Regions from separate parts of the Sus scrofa genome. Here region 2 is linked to region 1. A link is a contact called in public HiChIP or PLAC-seq data. All regions are on one chromosome and are shown on one strand. The core of a region is the stretch at or near the end of the contact, and the rest is flanking DNA. Distances in the headings are between cores, read along the strand shown. Region 1 has its middle 8.3 kb from the start of GHRH. Region 2 holds the start of SRC (proto-oncogene tyrosine-protein kinase Src).

Evidence for each region. HiChIP or PLAC-seq counts read pairs in DNA pulled down with a chosen protein or histone mark.
Region 2: a contact with region 1 is called in an H3K27ac HiChIP or PLAC-seq map of alveolar macrophages. The contact joins the promoter of SRC here to the enhancer-like site in region 1. A contact is called at or near these places in 4 of 47 Hi-C or Micro-C datasets (alveolar macrophages, blood, embryonic fibroblasts and 1 more) and 2 of 2 datasets of contacts at active chromatin or transcription factors (alveolar macrophages and skeletal muscle).

What each region holds. Positions count from the first base shown.
Region 1 is chr17:40,404,759-40,407,527 of Sscrofa11.1, forward strand. No RefSeq gene overlaps it. Among named protein-coding and RNA genes, the nearest start is that of GHRH, 8.3 kb to the left of the region's middle. Within about 2 kb of position 1,388, at least 13 of the 83 cell types and tissues checked have an H3K27ac peak or open chromatin away from gene starts, as enhancers often do. A contact at or near this core is called in alveolar macrophages, where this site is marked.
Region 2 is chr17:40,469,540-40,472,308 of Sscrofa11.1, forward strand. SRC (proto-oncogene tyrosine-protein kinase Src) reads left to right here and starts at 1,431. Exons shown (of 14, transcript XM_021077973.1): 1 at 1,431-1,798.

The DNA.
Region 1 (2,769 bases), core at 138-2,637:
GAAAGGCCACGCTGCTCAGGGTGTCGAATACCGTGCTAGGGAATTAGGGCCTCCCCTCTCAGTGGAGCGAGCCCGTGGGAGGTCTTCCAGCCCAAGAGTGACGGCTTTGGAAGGAGAGTGTTGTCAGCAGCCTGGAAGGGGGTCCTGGAAAGCAGAGCGGGGACCCCGGGGGAAAGAGCCCAGTGAGGACGCTTGTACAGCTGGCCCTGCCTGCGGGCCTGAGGGCCTGAGCCAAGGCCCACAAAGGAGGTGGTGGGGAGCAGCGGAGGTGGATTTGAGAGGACTCTGGAAGATGGGACCCCAGGCCTGAGGTAGACAGGGGGAGGGAGGGGGAGGAGGGGGAGCCCTAGGGGCCCTGAGGGGTGATCGGATGCTTTGGAGGTGGGGGGGCAGACTGGGAGGAAGAGCAATGAGTTCCAATGTACACGTGTGGAGTGATTTTTTCGTACTCAGTGCACCTCCAGGCACTTGGACCCACCCTGGAGCTCCCAGCCAGGGGCCGCGGCAGAGGAGCCCGTGGAGACGACGGGAGGGGCTTGGGAGCGCAGAAGGGCTTGGGTGGGATCCACATCTTCAGGGCAGGTGGAGGGAAAATTAGAAAAACTGGGGAGCAAAGACCAGATTAGAAAAGTAGGCGGTTTGTTGTCAATGTATTATCTCCTCTTTGCAGATGGGAAAACTAGAACTAAGACATTTTAGTGGCTTGTCCTCGGTCACAGTTTTCATGAGGGTGGAGCTGGGATTTTGAACCTAAGCCTCTTTGGCTCCAACACCTATACTCTCTTCTCTGCTGTGACCCCAGGAGGCAAATCCCATCCCCGGATACGAAATAAACAGATTCATAGATTGCGGGAGGGGAAGATGCTGCCAGAAGAACTTGCGAGAGAACGTCAGCGGAGAACAGTGTCTTAAGGAAACATTTTTTTTTGCTCTCCCCACAAGAATATTCTGAAGCAAATCCTAGACTTCATATCATCTCATCCATAAATATTTCAGGATGTATCTCAAAAAGATAAGGGCTTTTTCCTCCACATAGTCACAATACCATTATCACATGTAAAGAAAACTCTGGCGGTAATTCCTATTAAGGGAATCTATTGAGGGCAATTTGACAAGACCTCAGAAGGTGCTTATCTTGAGCCGGTATTGTCACAGAGCCTCGATAAGAAATTTAAATTTTCCCAAGATAATTAGAGTGAAGGCTGAACAGGGGATTGGAAATGCAAGAGATTTGAGAAGCTTTGGGGGCCCTGGAAAGAAATGTTGTAAAGGAAAAAAAAAAAAAAAAAAAAAGCCTGGAAAAGTTTGCAAAGTACAAGAGAAAAGAATCTTCTTTCTGACTTCTCTTTTCCTCACCCAAGGGCCCTTAGTCATAAATGCGAAATAGGAACCAGGTCTAAAGTGAAACCAAATGGATAAAAATAACACAATGAGTAGTTTCTAAACACAACAAGGCAGATTCATGGGGCAGGTTTCCCACCAAGGCGCTCAGACGCTCACTGCATAGCTAAGGACTATCATGCCGCCACTGCTGTGCAGACTTAGCTTCCTGGGACACCCTGTATATTGTTTATTACCTGGTCCCTTAACTGGACTCTGTCCTTCCACTGGGCTCCAAACAACCTGGTTCCTAGGCCCAGCTCCTCTACAAACTTGCTCTGTGACCTTGGCCAAATTACTTCACCTCTCTGAGCTGATATGCAACATGAGGGTGTTAGACCCCAAGACTTCAGATTTCCCTTCAGGTCCTCAATTCGGTGATTCAGTGGACACCTGATGAAATGGCACTCATCTCCTGGAGTTTAGAAAGTGTTCCCAGGGTTTGGTTTGATGTTACTTCGTGTCTGCAAAATGCTTGGCTAACCTAGATGCAGGATGCCATGGAGACGCCACGTTTTCTCATGCAGCTTCACGCTCCAAAATCACCCAGGGTTGCACTTGGCTGAGCCCCGGGAGGAAATCCAAGAGCAGCTCCATATGCGCTCTTGGGAAACCAGCGGTGGATGGAGACCGACGGAACCTGCACAGAGCCCTCTGCAGATGGGGCTGGTTGCCTGAGGCTCAGGAAGCAAATTGTAGAAATAAGTTTAAATGACAGCCAGTGGTTTTTTTACGGCAGGTAAAGGGGTTGATGGATGGCAACCAGGGATGTGGGGCTGAGATGGAGCTAAAGGGAAGGGGCCTGTGAGAAGCTGTCAGATCTCAGAGCCATATGTTGCTGGGATTCTGGACCTTGGCCTGGGGAGCTGCATTCGAACAGAGTCTTAAGACTGGGAGTCAGAGGGGAGCTAGAGGAAGATACAAGAGAACTGCAGCTTGAACAGGTAGGGGAGACACCAAGCAGATCCCATCCTGGGCCAGAAGAGCAGCCCTTTCCAGACACCCTGCCCCCGACCCAGCTCCTCGCCAGGCATCAGGCTGGGAAGGAGAGTATGTGTCCTGCTCCAGCTGCCCTGATATCTTTTCTTTGGTTCCTCCAACTCGGCTCTTTCCCATGAAGGGCTTTTGACAGAGCTGGTCCTCTACCTAGAAGGCAACTCTCTTCTGCTGGTCAACTTCTACTCCAACCTCAACTCAAACCTGCCTCCTCTAGGAAGCCCTCCTTGACTTCCCTTATCAAAGACAAACCACTCTATCTTTAGTTCCTCACATCATTACATACTTTTAAAAAAAATAGCTCTCTTGGCTATTTATAATTGGTTATGTATTTACATGATCCTTTTAAATTTTTATTTTTTGCACATTTATTCATCTGTTTATAATGAAATT
Region 2 (2,769 bases), core at 181-2,680, 65 kb after region 1:
GAGAAGCCCAAACCTGACACCATTTGACCCTGCTGGGCCTTAGTTTCCCATCTGTGAAATGGGAAAACTTTCTGAGAAGGAAAGTGGAGGCAGAGGATGGCATTTATTTATTATTTGTTTATTTATTTTTTGTCTTTTGTCTTTTTAAGGCCACACCCGCGGCATGTGGAGGTTCCCAGGCTAGGGGTCTAATCGGAGCTGTTGCCGCTGGCCTAGGCCACAGCCACAGCAAGGCCAGATCTGAGCCTCATCTGCGACCAACACCACAGCTCACAGCAACGCCGGATCCCTAACCCACTGAGTGAGGCCAGGGATCAAACCTGCAACTTCGCGGTTCCTAGTAGGATTCTTTTCCGCCGAGCCACAATGGAACTCCAGATGGTGGTATTTAAAGCTGGGTTCGGGCCCTCCCTTCCCCTGTGCTGTAACGTGCGAAGAACCAAGGATACAGCACCCACCCTCAAGAGGGCAGTCCTGAAGCCAGAGGGGGAATAGGTGGTGCAGGAGGCTCTGTAGCTAAACCAGCCTTTCCTCAATGTCCCCTCCTTTCTCTGCTATACTCTCTGCCCCCTGCGTCCAGAGGTCCTCAGCCTCTTCATTTACATGGAAGTATAAGTGCCACTAAACACCTATTTCAGCCCCATCCTAAGTAGGAGTATCTGGACTGGCTGACATTGGATAGGCTGCCTTAGTTTTTTTTCTCTTCTATCCATTAAAAGGAATACATATCTATTAAAATAAACGTTACTCTTTCCCACACTGTCCTTTCTGCTCCAGTCCCCACTTTGGGAAACTCAGGTCAAGGAAACTCAGGTCAAGGCCAGGGTCCAAGGCCTATTTTTTTTTGTTTGTTTTAGGGCCACACCCGCAGCATATAGAAGTTCCCAGGCTAGGGGTCAAATTGGAGCTACAGCTGCTGGCCTACACCACAGCCGCAGCAACGCAGGATCCAAGCCCTGTCTGTGACCTATACCACAGCTCACGGCAACATCTGATCCTTAACCCACTGAGGGAGGCCAGGGATCAAGGATGCTAGACGGATTTGTTTCTGCTGCACCACAACAGGAAATCCCAAGACCTGGTTCTTGTCAGGTGATTCCCTTCTCTGTGCCTCAGTTTCTTTCTCTATAAAATAGGGATAATCTTGGGTCTGCCCAGCCCAGCTGGTTGGTACGAATAGATCATAAAGTTGACCTGAATAGCTTAGCGTGGCACCTGGCAAGGAGTGAGCACTCCATCAGTGCTGCAGTTATTATTATTACTGATAATTTCGGGAGAGGTAGATTTGGGGTAAACAGGGTAGGTGGATTGGGGGCAGTGAGGGTGGGCATTTTCGCGTGAGGGCTGATGGGTGTCCCAAAGGGTAGGGACTCTCTTGGGGCGGGGTGGGGGGCGGGGCTTCCGTGCCCGGTGCCTCCGCCCCCCATTCCCCGCCCGCCCGGACCCCAGGGTTGGGGGGCGGGGGTGGCCCGCGCCTGGGTCTATCCCAGGTCACCGGCGGGGAATCCGTCCCGGCGCGCTTCCTCCTTCCTCCTCCTCCCGGCGGCCTGCCGGGCCCCTCCTCCCTGCTCGCGCGCTCCCTCCCTCCTCTTCCCCTCCCTGAGCCGCCGCCTCCTCCTCCTCCTCCTCCTCCTCCTCCCTCTCCCTTTCTCTCTCGATCTGTCTCTCCCGGCCGGGAATCCATTCCGGCCTGGGAGCCGGAGCGGCCTGGCCGCCGTGTGCCCGAACCCTTGGCCGTCCGGAGGTCCTTCCTCCCGTGCGTCTGCCTGCCGGTGCGTCCGCCTGTCCGCTGGCCCAGGTGAGCGCCCCCCACCCCGCCGCCGGCTCCCGGTCCCCGCCCGAGTGAGGGAGCCCCTGCCCGGGGACCACCCTGGCGTCGGATCGCCGGGCCGCTGGGGCTCCTGGCCCCCCCTTTTCCCCCCACCCACCCCCGGGCCGAGCTGCGATCCAGGAGCGCTGGGCCGGCGCACGGGGACGTGCCTGGTGCGGCCTTTTGTTGTGATGCCTGGGGGTGGGGGGGAGGGGGCTCTGTGGGGGGGCGTAGGGGTCCTGTCTGCGCTGGAACCCCCTCCGGCCCACCTTACCCCTACGGGCCCCTGAGAGCCGCGAGCTGGGCCTGAGCCCCCAGGCCAGGTCTAGGCCAAATCTGAAATCTGAGCCGGTCGGCGCCGCCTCTGGCCGCGGCTGCCCGGCCTGGCGCCCCTAGCCCGGGATGGGAGGTGATGAGGGGGCGGGCGGGGTGGGCCTGGGGGCGCCCGGGAGGGAGTGCTTGGCCAGGGCACCAGGATTTTCCCGTCTTCGTGGGGCTTTGGGTAGGGCCTGGTGCTGACGGCCTGAAAGGGACTGGGCCCGACTGTGCTTGGTTCCTGCTGCCCACAGCCCCCTAGACTTGCCTCTGGGCAGGCCCAGCCGCCTGTGTGCTCAGAAGTTGGCAAAAGTTTTGGGATTTCACCACCAGGCCGGGTCCATCTGCCTGCCCGGGCTGGCATTGGTGGTGGGTTTGAGTCCCAACAGGGACCACCACTTACTTGCCTTGCTGTGTGTCCTCAGGCAACTACCTGACCTCTCTGAGCTCAGAGTCCTCATCAGGCCCAGCTTGGGCCTGGCTGGGTTTACTACTGGGCTGTTGGAAGGATGGGGTGAACAGAAGGGGCTCACCTATAGGGTATCAGTTCAGGCAGACTTGATAGTGGCAAAGCCCTTGTGTGCCCCTGGGTCAGGCCTCCCAGGCTTTAGGGACTCTGTCTCTGGGTCACTAGAGGTGAGTCC